2 separate regions of the Ovis aries genome follow, and region 2 is linked to region 1. Evidence: chromatin contacts called from public Hi-C data. All regions are on one chromosome and are shown on one strand. Each heading gives the region's core, a stretch centred on a gene start, on an enhancer-like site or on the middle of the called end of the contact. The rest is flanking DNA. Distances are from core to core; before and after follow the strand shown. Region 1 overlaps MAP3K1 (mitogen-activated protein kinase kinase kinase 1). Region 2 overlaps LOC132657948 (a long non-coding RNA gene).

What was found. A called contact is a pair of places that touch in the nucleus more often than the background predicts.
Region 2: a Hi-C map of omental adipose tissue shows a contact between it and region 1, with 5 times the contacts expected there. The contact joins two enhancer-like sites. A contact is called at or near these places in 10 of 16 Hi-C or Micro-C datasets (blood, liver, mesenteric adipose tissue and 5 more).

What each region holds. Positions count from the first base shown.
Region 1 is chr16:22,558,282-22,563,579 of ARS-UI_Ramb_v3.0, forward strand. The region is part of intron 1 of MAP3K1 (mitogen-activated protein kinase kinase kinase 1); the gene reads right to left. Among named protein-coding and RNA genes, the nearest start is that of MAP3K1, 37 kb to the right of the region's middle. Within about 2 kb of position 2,405, at least 11 of the 54 cell types and tissues checked have an H3K27ac peak or open chromatin away from gene starts, as enhancers often do.
Region 2 is chr16:23,132,558-23,137,855 of ARS-UI_Ramb_v3.0, forward strand. The region is part of intron 5 of LOC132657948 (a long non-coding RNA gene); the gene reads right to left. Among named protein-coding and RNA genes, the nearest start is that of ANKRD55, 30 kb to the right of the region's middle. Within about 2 kb of position 2,119, at least 10 of the 54 cell types and tissues checked have an H3K27ac peak or open chromatin away from gene starts, as enhancers often do.

The DNA.
Region 1 (5,298 bases), core at 1,155-3,654:
CAACTGTGCGGTAGTTTGAGCATTCTTTGGCATTGCCTCTCTTTGGCACTGGAATGAAAACTGACCTTTCCCAGTCCTGCGGCCACTGCTGAGTTTTCCAAATTTGCTGCCATATTGAGTGCAGCACTTTCACAGCATCATCTTTCAGGATTTGAAACAGCTCAACTGGAATTCCATCACCTCCACTAGTTTTGTTTGTAGTGATGCTTCCTAAGGCCCACTTGACTTCACATTAAAGGATGTCAAGCTCTAGGTGAGGATCACACAATCGTAGTTATCTGGGTCATGAAGATCTTTTTTGTACAGTTCTTCTGTGTAATACTGCCACCTCTTCTTAATATCTTTTGCTTCTGTTAAGTCCATACCACTTCTGTCCTTTATTGAGCCCATCTTTGCATGCAATGTTCCCTTGGTATCTCTAATTTTCTTGAAGGAATCTTTAGTCTTTCCCATTCTATTGTTTTCCTCTATTTTATTGCACTGATCACTGACGAAGGCTTTCTTATCTCTTCTTGCTATTCTTTGGAACTCTGCATTCAAATGGGTATATCTTTCCTTTTCTCCTTTGCTTTTAGCTTCTCTTCTTTTATCAGCTATTTGTAAGGCTTCCTCAGACAACCATTTTGCCTTTCTTTTTCTTGGGGGTGGTCTTGATCCCTGTCTCCTGTACAATGTCACGAACTGTCGTCCATAGTTCTTCAGGCACTCTGTCTACAAGATCTCTTAGCTCAACTTTCTCATGCCTGTGCCTCACATTTAATACCTCTGAAATCTGAATGCCTTTTTAAATAAAACTGCTGTTATAAATGGAAGGGTTTTAAAAATTTCTCCATGGTATGCAAAATAATGATACAATTTACAACCAATGGAATCTTAAATTCAATGAAAAATAGAGTAAATTCTATTCCACTTGCCAGCTGGGGCGGGGGGAGGGGGGGGAATCATACCTACTCAGCTTCATTTATCTCTGAAACAAAAACCAAACTGGGAAGAAAAACAAGTTTTTCTTGCATATTTATTGTTTTGTTATAATCGTCACAGATCAGACATAAACAGGGTTTTTCTTTTTACCAGATATGTGTGCATATATATAGGGCTTCCCTGGTGGCTCAGATGGTAAAGAATCTGCCTGCAATGCAGGAGACCCAGGTTTGATTCCTGGATTGGGAAGAGGCCCTGGAGCAGGGAACGGCAACCCACTCCAGTATTTTTGAGATTCATCATCTTTTATAGTTATAACAGGAAAGTGTTTTTTTAAACACGAACTAAACAGATTAACGTTGCTACAGATTAAGTTTTTTCCTCCTTTCATATTTATTTAAAAAACATGAGGTTTCTTACTTTTTTTGAATGAATCTGTAACTGACCTAGAGCTGCAAAAAACCTTCTCCCCTGAGGTTAGGTTTATATAGTTTAGTCTCTTTCTAGACCTACAGAATTTACCTGCCAATATTTAAAAAAACGAGATGCTTCACTTGCCCCTTCTCAATGAAGCCACTCAGTCCTCCATTGATCTGGAGCCAGCCATTGTTGATTAGACGTCACTCCTGTAGTTCTCCCTTCTCTTGTCTTTTGGGAGATGAGTTTTCCTGGTTCTAATGCTCTAATATTCCTTCGTATCATATACGAGACCCTCTTCCTGGAAGCTCTTACATGCCAGCCACTGGCCTCTTCTCATGGCACTAAAACACCCTTTGCTTAAGCACACCAAGATATTTCATGTCTCTCTGCCTTTGAGGATTTATTTCCTGATAGGAATATACCTTTTGAAGTCTCATATGTCTTCAGTAAAGAATTTCCTACCACCATTCTACAGCAGTTAGCCATTCCCTCCCAGGATGCTATCAATAGTATTAATTATCATATAGGATAAACTCTAGTTTTTAAGTACCTGCTTCCCTCATCACACTGGGAGCTCCTCCGGGACGGGTTACCACATCTTATTCACTCTTCTTTCATCAGTGCCAAATGTCCTGGACAGGCCACAAAGGCACCTGACATAATGCCAGAGGGCCTGCCCAGTCATAGCCACCTTCCTTTCCCAGTGGTCTCTGACACGCGGGGCACCATGCTTTACACATCTAAACCCATCTTGCAGTTCACAGTTGGCTGGTGCAGGAACGTGCCCTGATCCAAAGACCCTCTGCACTGGATGGTGCCGTACATCTGAACCAGACCTTCTCTCTATGGGAGTTTGAATACAAGACACCTGGAGAGTACCACTGTGGGAAGAATGGCATCCAAATAGACAAAAATAGCAAAGCAGTAACTAGGAGCAAGGAGACAGAAACAAGGGAGAAGAGAAAGAAATTAGTTAGAAGGAAGATGTGGTTAGAGACAGGGCGAGGGCAAGGAGCAATGAAAGTAAACGTAAGTGTTGCACCTGGCTCCCCCATCCCTGCTGTCAGTCAACTGAAGCCACTTCCGTGTCTCCCTGGGGGGGTGAGTCACCATGTTCGCCAAAGGCCGAGTGTACCCGCTGCAGGGGAGGAACTTCCCGGGTCCCTCGCTGTGCACTGAAACCACCCCTAATGGTGTCTCTCCCCTGATCTCTCTCCCCTGCAACTCCAAAGAGCCGATGAAAACACTAATTCAACACAGAAGACACTCAAACAGGCCCAAATCCCAGTCAATCTGACTCTGAAGCCTGTGCTCTTCATTGTCCTGGCAGGTCACTGTCAAATCTGGTTCTGTTTTTATAACAAGTCATCATCAGAAGTCTATGCCGATACTTGCTTGAGGACTCAAAGGGCTTAAACAAGTTTTTTAAATGCTGACTTTCATTATAAGCATTAAAGGAGCACATTAATTGTATAAATTAGTGGAGTACTTCACTGTAACAGTAACAATGACTACACTGATATGAAACCTTTCTGGAAATTAATGAGGTTTAACCTTAGTACACATAAAGATTTCCAGAACAGTTTAGATTATGGATAACTTTATTTAGAGCGAATCTCAGTTCTATCAGTGTCTGCTGCTGCTGCTGCTGCTAAGTCGCTTCAGTCGTGTCCAACTCTGTGTGACCCCACAGACGGCAGCCTACCAGGCTTCCTCGTCCCTGGGATTCTTCAGGCAAGGACACTGGAGTGGGTTGCCATTTCCTTCTCCACTATCAGTGTCTAGGCAATCTCAAAGAATCCTGGAAAATACACTGAATTATTTGGGACAGGCACAATTCAGAGCCACCCAGTTGATGCCTACCTGTGAAGTTCTCTTAGCAGCAGTAATTCACATACTAAAACCCATAAGCTTTGTTACCGAAAAGAGAGAGAGCAAAGAGCCAACTATCTCCCAAAACAAAACCAGACCACTTTGGGATCCTTAAAATATAAATTGCCAGAAAAAAGCAAGAGAAGGAGACTTTGGTAAGAACAAGGAAAAGTGTGGCGATGCATCAAGGCTGCAAAGACAGAGGCCAACAGCCCCTTACCATGGACAGAGCACTGTGCCAACAGCTCCATGCAGGTCACTTCCGTCAACTCTCCTGAGAATGGGACGCCCTATCGTTGGCTGCGTCATGGGGCTTGTGGGATCCTAGTTCTTGACCAGGGATCAACCCTGCGCCACCTGCAGCGGAAGCAGAGTCCTAACCACTGGTCGACCACGGAAGTCCCAATGGTGAGACTCTTACTATCCCATGGCAGATTAAAAACCAACCAACCAACCAACCAGGAGATTGCATTATGTGTCCAAGGTAATAAAGTCTGTATGCAGAAAACACAGGATTTAAATTCAGATGTGAATGACTTCCAGGCAAAAGGAAACTTAGTATTTCACAAGTACTTAAAATTTGGAGACCTAGATCTGAGGCCCAAAAAATCTGTCTTAGTGGTAAAACAACCCTATTTTCCCTTAAGATAATTTCTCCAGAGATATATGGTCAATGGCAACTACTGGCCTTTTCCCTCTTCTGAGCAAGGAGGACTAAATAAAATCATTGGTAAGAGTAACCCTTCCATCTTTATGTAATGCAACATTTATAACATAATACATAAAAGTGGCTCACATTATGAATACTAGGCCCCATAAGATTTCACTTCAGGTTGTGCTCAGGAGCATTTGGCTCTGAGAACTAAAGAAGCAAGTAACTTTCTTTTTCCCTCAGTGCAGAGTAAATATGCTGACTTTAGTACAATAAAGGACTGTTGATTTCTTGATATAAGCATGTCCACAGTATAATCAGTCTTATAATACACTGAATTTCTACCAGAAACCTTTATCAGGGGACAAAAACTATTTGTAGTATTGTCTGCAAACCTTCCCAGTTAGTCCTTTGAAGGATACAGGCACAGAATTTCACCCTCAAAAAGCTCATGTTTTGGTTAACTCATCAAGGGTGGAATAATATGGGGGTTAAATAACAAAGACAACAAATAGCTAATTATCAACAATGATTATAATATAAGCAGTTTAATACCACCTTAGTTATTTTGATTGATTCACACTTAAAAATTATTCTGAATTGTCTTATACAATCTATCTGGTATCAAGGATTTGTTTCTAATAACATATTACCCCATCTGAGTTTTAAGATTATAATTATTCTCCACCAAAAATTACAGGATTTTGAAAAGTGGGCTTCCCTGGTGGCTCAGATGGTAAAGAATCTGCCTGCAATATGGGAGACCTGGGTTCAATCCCTGGGTCGGGAAGATCCCCTGGAGGACTGCCTGGCAACCCATTCCAGTATTCTTGCCTGGAAAATTGCCATGGACAGAGGAGCCTGACGGGTTACAATTCACGGGGTCACAAAGAGTCAGACACAACTGAGCAACTAAGCACAGCACAGTATAAGTTGTATGAAATTAACCAAAATTAAACCAAAAAATTAGTGGGTAATCACACTGCAAATACTCACTCTCTAGTTGACCTATGCCAACCTAGACACGCAAAGTGCCAGGTCTTCAAGGGCAGGTCCTTTCCCTGGGCCACACTCTGCTGCCACAAAGCACCCAGAGGAACTGACACCATGGGCTTGATAAACAATCAATGATCTGGAGTTAGCATAGCTGGTTATTACTCCTAATCAATGAAGATCTGGGAAATAACACTGCAGATGTATCCAGCACATGTGATAGACACATACAGCCTGTTTAACCCTTAACTTCTACCACAAATGAGTGCCTCTGGGGTATATAAACATTTCAAAGAGAACGGGAAGAATATTCAAAAGGTTTCCTACTTCTAAATTAGCAATTCATAAAAGACTGATTTAACAATCACTGTATAAATATAGTAAAAGAGAATTTACAAAACGCAGAGCTACTAGGCAATATTAAGCCATTTTTAAAGGTG
Region 2 (5,298 bases), core at 869-3,368, 570 kb after region 1:
ACTCATCCAGTCTGGACCAGATGCATCCCTTTGAGTTATCTTCTATGTCCTTTGGACATGTATCCATCACTCTGATTACTTGCTTATCATCTAGAATAATGAGATATACTAAATTTGCCTTATATTTTTCCTATTTCATCCTTGGAATCAACCATTTCTCCAGAGAACCCTGTGTCCTTTTATTAGAGAATGGTGTCCAGAAATCAAGATCTGGGCCCTAGGTAGCCTCATCATTACTGGGATTTTAGTATTTCCAAGCTCAATCAGGGACAGAGCTAGGAACTATATGAGCTTCTCTGTGGCTCAGCTGGTAAAGAATTTGCCTGCAATGCAGGAAACTTGGGTTCAATTCCTGGGCTGGGAAGATCTCAACCCAGGGAAAGGCTGCCCACTCCAGTATGCTGGCCTGGAGAATTCCATGGGTCGCAAAGAGGCGGACATGACTGAGCGACTTTCACTTTCACTAGGAAATATTTATATTTATGTATATGCATACTTGTTAAGATATAGATGTGCATACATACGCAGAAATGTACATCAGTATTTATTTTTGCATCTGACTCCCCATACTGAGTGAAAGTGTTAGTCACTCAGTCATGTCCAACTCTTTTTGACCCCATGGACTGTAGCCCACCAGGATCCTCTGTCCATGGAATTCTCCAGGCAAGAATACTGGAGTAGGTAGCCATTTCCTTCTCCAGGGGATCTTCCCAACCCAGGGACTGAAGCCGGGTCTCCCGCATTACAGGTGGGCTCTTTGAGTCACCAGGGAAACTTCCAGTCTTAATCCTACACCACATGGCCTTTTCCAGCTTTCTCTCTATATTCATATTCCCTTCTGTTAGTGAGAAACCTGGCTACCTAGCTCTCATTACCTCATTATATTGACTTGCTTCCTCAATCTTCCTTGTTCCCTGCTTTTTTTTCTTTATGGACATACAGTTGATTTAAAATGTTAGTTTCTGGTGTAAAGCAAAGTGATTCAGACATATATACATTGGGACATATATACATTGGGATCCTAGGTGGCACTAGTGGTAAAGAACTTGCCTGCAATGCAGGAGACACAGGTTAAATCCCTGGGTCAGAAGAGCCCCTGGAGGAGGGCATGGCAACCCACTCCGTATTCTTGCCTGGAGAATCCTGTGGACAGAAAACCTGGCAGGCTACAGCCTACAGGGTCACAAAGAGTTACACATGACTAAGCGACTTGCCATGCAAGCGCACACACACACATATGTATGTATGTATGTGTGTGTGTATATATATATGTATATGTATATATATATACATGCCCTGCTGCTAAGTCGCTTCAGTCGTGTCCGACTCTGCGTGACCCCATAGACGGCAGCCCACCAGGCTCCTCCGTCCCTGGGATTCTCCAGGCAAGAACACTGGAGTGGGTTATACATGCCCTACCCTGGTTCAAACGGTGAAGAATCCTCCTGCAATGTGGGAGACCTGGGTCCCATCCCTGGGTTGGGAAGAGCCCCTGGAGAAGGGAATGGCTACCCACTCCAGTATTCTTGCCTGGAGAATTCCATGGACAGAAGAGCCTGGTGGGCTATGGTCTATGGTATCACAGAGTCGGACATGACTGAGCAACTTTCACTTTCATATATATGTATATATGTACTATCTGATATCTAAAATATATATATGTGGAATCTCAAAAATAATACAAATAAGCAGGAATAGGCTCACAGACATAGGAAATAAACATGGTTACCAAAAGGGAGAGGGAGGAGCAAGAGGGACAAATTAGGGGACAAACTAGACTAGAGTCCTTGCTTCAGAGTATCCATAGGCTTCACTTTGAAAGAGCTGACTGCCCTTTATCCCAAACCAGCAGAGAGGTTCTTGTTGGAAGCAAGTGGGATGGGAAGAGAGCAAATGCAAGAAGATATAAAATCAGCAAATTTCTTGATGTCAAAGCCAACCTTTATGGTAAAGCGCCTGAGATCAGCCACCTCCTGCTTTCACGGTGCTGCTCTTCCTGGAGAGAAGTTTGAACTCCAGGGGAGTTTCAGCAGGATTTGTAGGTCTTGGGGTTAAAGGTGCCCAACCGTACACCCAGCCTGAGCTTTAAGACATAGAGCACCTCTGTCCCCTGCTGGCTGCTAAGTGTGTTGCATCTCTGGGCTGGTCAAGGCCCCTTTAGAGCACTGCCCAGTTCCTATCTGCAAAGGATTCCTCCTCATGGGTGCCTTGCTAACTCTGTTTTTGTTCTATAGCCATCATTTCCTACCTGGTGCCATCTGTTTCTTAATGGCATTCCTTACATTTTTAAACCTCTTCATCTCCTTCTACACTGGCATGATAGGTATTTCTACTGACTTTATATTGTATATGGATTTCATTTCACTTGATCAGAAAATGAACCAAGAGAAGATTAGAGGTTACCTGTGTGGTTGGTTTTGATTTCTCTCCTTCTGGACCTTTGAGTGACAGACACCAGGCCTTGCGCCTTTGTTTCTAAGACGCCTTTCCATGACCTATTCTGGGTATGCACCTGAGCCCATGCTTTCTTGTGGTCCTTCTGACAGAGCAAAAGAACCAGCAACAAAGCAGCAGAGGCCAAGCCCTAACTCTCTGTAAGAAAGTCAGGGCAGTCAACAAAATCCGAGGACAGTGGGCCACAAAGCCCAGTCCATAGTCAGGATGTTCCACCTACTGAGCATGCTCAAGTGTCTGATCCCATCCTTTCACTTTGGTATTTCTATGGTACCTCTCACCCTGGTACCTTGGTAATCGGACTCATGGATTAGACTAGACTGGGCAAGCTGAGGGAAGGGCAAAGTGCTTATAGGTGAGGAGCAGGCCTTCCAGTGGGTTTACCTGCACAGACTGAGCAATCCCCACTGATTTCTAACCTTGCCGTTCACTGAAAATAAACTACAGTTGCGCACCACAGGTACTCTTCAAAGGAGATATCTTTCAGTGCTCTGTAGTAAATTAATTTTTGTTTTTGGATTGAGACCTGAATCTAATCATTAATCCTCTTTGTGGAGGGAAACTTGTCTTGCTATTGCTAGCTTAGTTTTCTCTCCCCATTTTATATCGTAACTCAAGGACTATTGCCCCCACCCAACAGGAACATTCTTGTCTATGTATTACATTCAAAAACAAAATTCAGGGTTTCTTAGTTCAAAGAACTGCTTTCTGCTCTTATTTCTCACAGCCAGCAGAGGGACCCCAGGGTAAGGCTCAGAGCCAGTGTGAGATCAGGCCACTTGGTTGTGGAGAAAGATTCCTAACTCTCTAGAGAAGTGACATTTCACCCTAGGGCTTCCCAGCACAGATACAACAGGCTTGAGAAATAGAGCTGAGTCTCCTGGGACCCAGGTACAATCATCTCTATTTGGGACTGAGAAGGGCTTTGCAACCACATCCATTCTGGGCAGGGAAAGAGAAAGCAGTTTAGTGCTGCTTTGGAGAATCATGAAAACTAGAGGAGAAAAGCAGTTGTATCCTGGACCTAGGCCATATTCATCACTCACGTCACAACACCCCAGAGCTGGTGTGGGGAAAGAAGACATTCAACTCAATCTCATGATGCTCTCTTGGTAAACTGTGCAAATATCCTATTCTTCATCGGTATCATTTTGTTGTGTACTTAGTCATGTCCAACTCTTTTCAACCCCATGGACTGTAGCCTGCCAGACTCTTCTGTCCATGGGGATTCTCCAAGCAAGAATATTGGAGTGGGTTGCCATGCCCTCCTCCAGGGGATTTTCCTGACCCAGGGATCGAACCCAGGGATCAAACCTAGGTCTCCTGCATTGCAGGTGGATTCTTTACTGTCTGAGCCACCAGGGAAGCCCAAGACTACTGGAGTGTGTAGTCTATCCCTTTTCCAGGGGATCTTCCCTACCCAGGATTCAAACCGGGGTCTCCTGCATTGCAGGCAAATCCTTTACCAGCTAAATTACCAGGGAAACCCAAAACTGGAGTGGGTGGCCACACCCTCCTCCAGGGGATCTTCCCAACCCAGGGCTCAAACTCAGGTCTCCCGCATTGCAGACGGATTCTTTACCAGCTGAGCTTCCACTTGTCATATTTCTCTCCTTTTTTCGCTCCTTCCCTATCCTACAGATAGTGTGAAATTGTGTAGAAAGTAATCTTTTGACTCAAAATAAATATTTCAGTCATACAGACTACTGTGTGTGAATTTTGAATGGCCAGTGTCTAGTCAGAAATAATAATAATATTATAATTTATTGCATTATTATAATAAATGTATATTATAATTTATTATAATACTATTATAGTGTGAAAACTCTGTAGAGATTTTTGGCATGCAGCAACAACATCTTCAACCAGTCTCTATGTAGCTTTGCTAAAAGTTAACTTGAGGATTACTTTTACTTCTTAACATCAAGTAAGCCTGAGTGATAAAAGTTGTGGCACACTCTCTTGTTCGGAGAAAGCACAGGCAATACCAGGGCCACAGAGAAACATAAAATATGGTCCCTAAATACAAGAAGCTGACTGTATTCCTAGGTGGAGGAGGAGACATAATCCAAAAAAAGCAGTAAAGAAATATCAAGTAAACTAGTGATAATAATGACAATCATAATAACCACTGCGTGTGGAGTGTTTACTCTGTTGCAGGTATTGTGCTGAACACTTTATATACATTATCTCATTAAATCTTCCAAACAGCTTTATGGACTATTACTATTCTCATTAGGATATGATTCCAGAATGAACACCTCCGAAGACCATGTCTTTACATACTCAGTGATCAGTACTGCCTCATAAGAGCCGCGGGAGTTCTAAGCGGGGAGATCAATGTGGCCAGAGAAAGCCCTCTTGGAAGAGAGATTCGTGGAGAGTGAGTGTGGTTGGAGGGGATGGGGAGGGAAGAAGGAAAGGGAGTGACGTCACACACAGGCAGAGACGTGAATGGGCCCAAGGCATGCTGGGTTCCCGGAGTCAGCCTGCTGCAGATGCGGTGCGCACGGACATGAGTGCGTGGGACCTGGTGGTCACAGGACACAGCAGACTGAAGCTATAGGGGAGGACCTCCTCGAATAACACCTTTAGAAACCGGGGTTGAAGAAGGTAGAGTTGGAGCCAGGACCGACAATAAGTAGATCACTTCAGTGAGTCTCCATGTTAGATGATGTACTTGAGCTGCAGGTGGGAAATGACAACCAGGGGTGAAATGTTCCCAGTGACATCTGCCTAAATTCCGGCTCCAAGCACTTTATGTTCTAATCCCTATGCGAAAGTATCAGCCACTCATATATTTTGCAAGTTTGGTCTGGTCACCTAAAAATAATAACTGTCTCT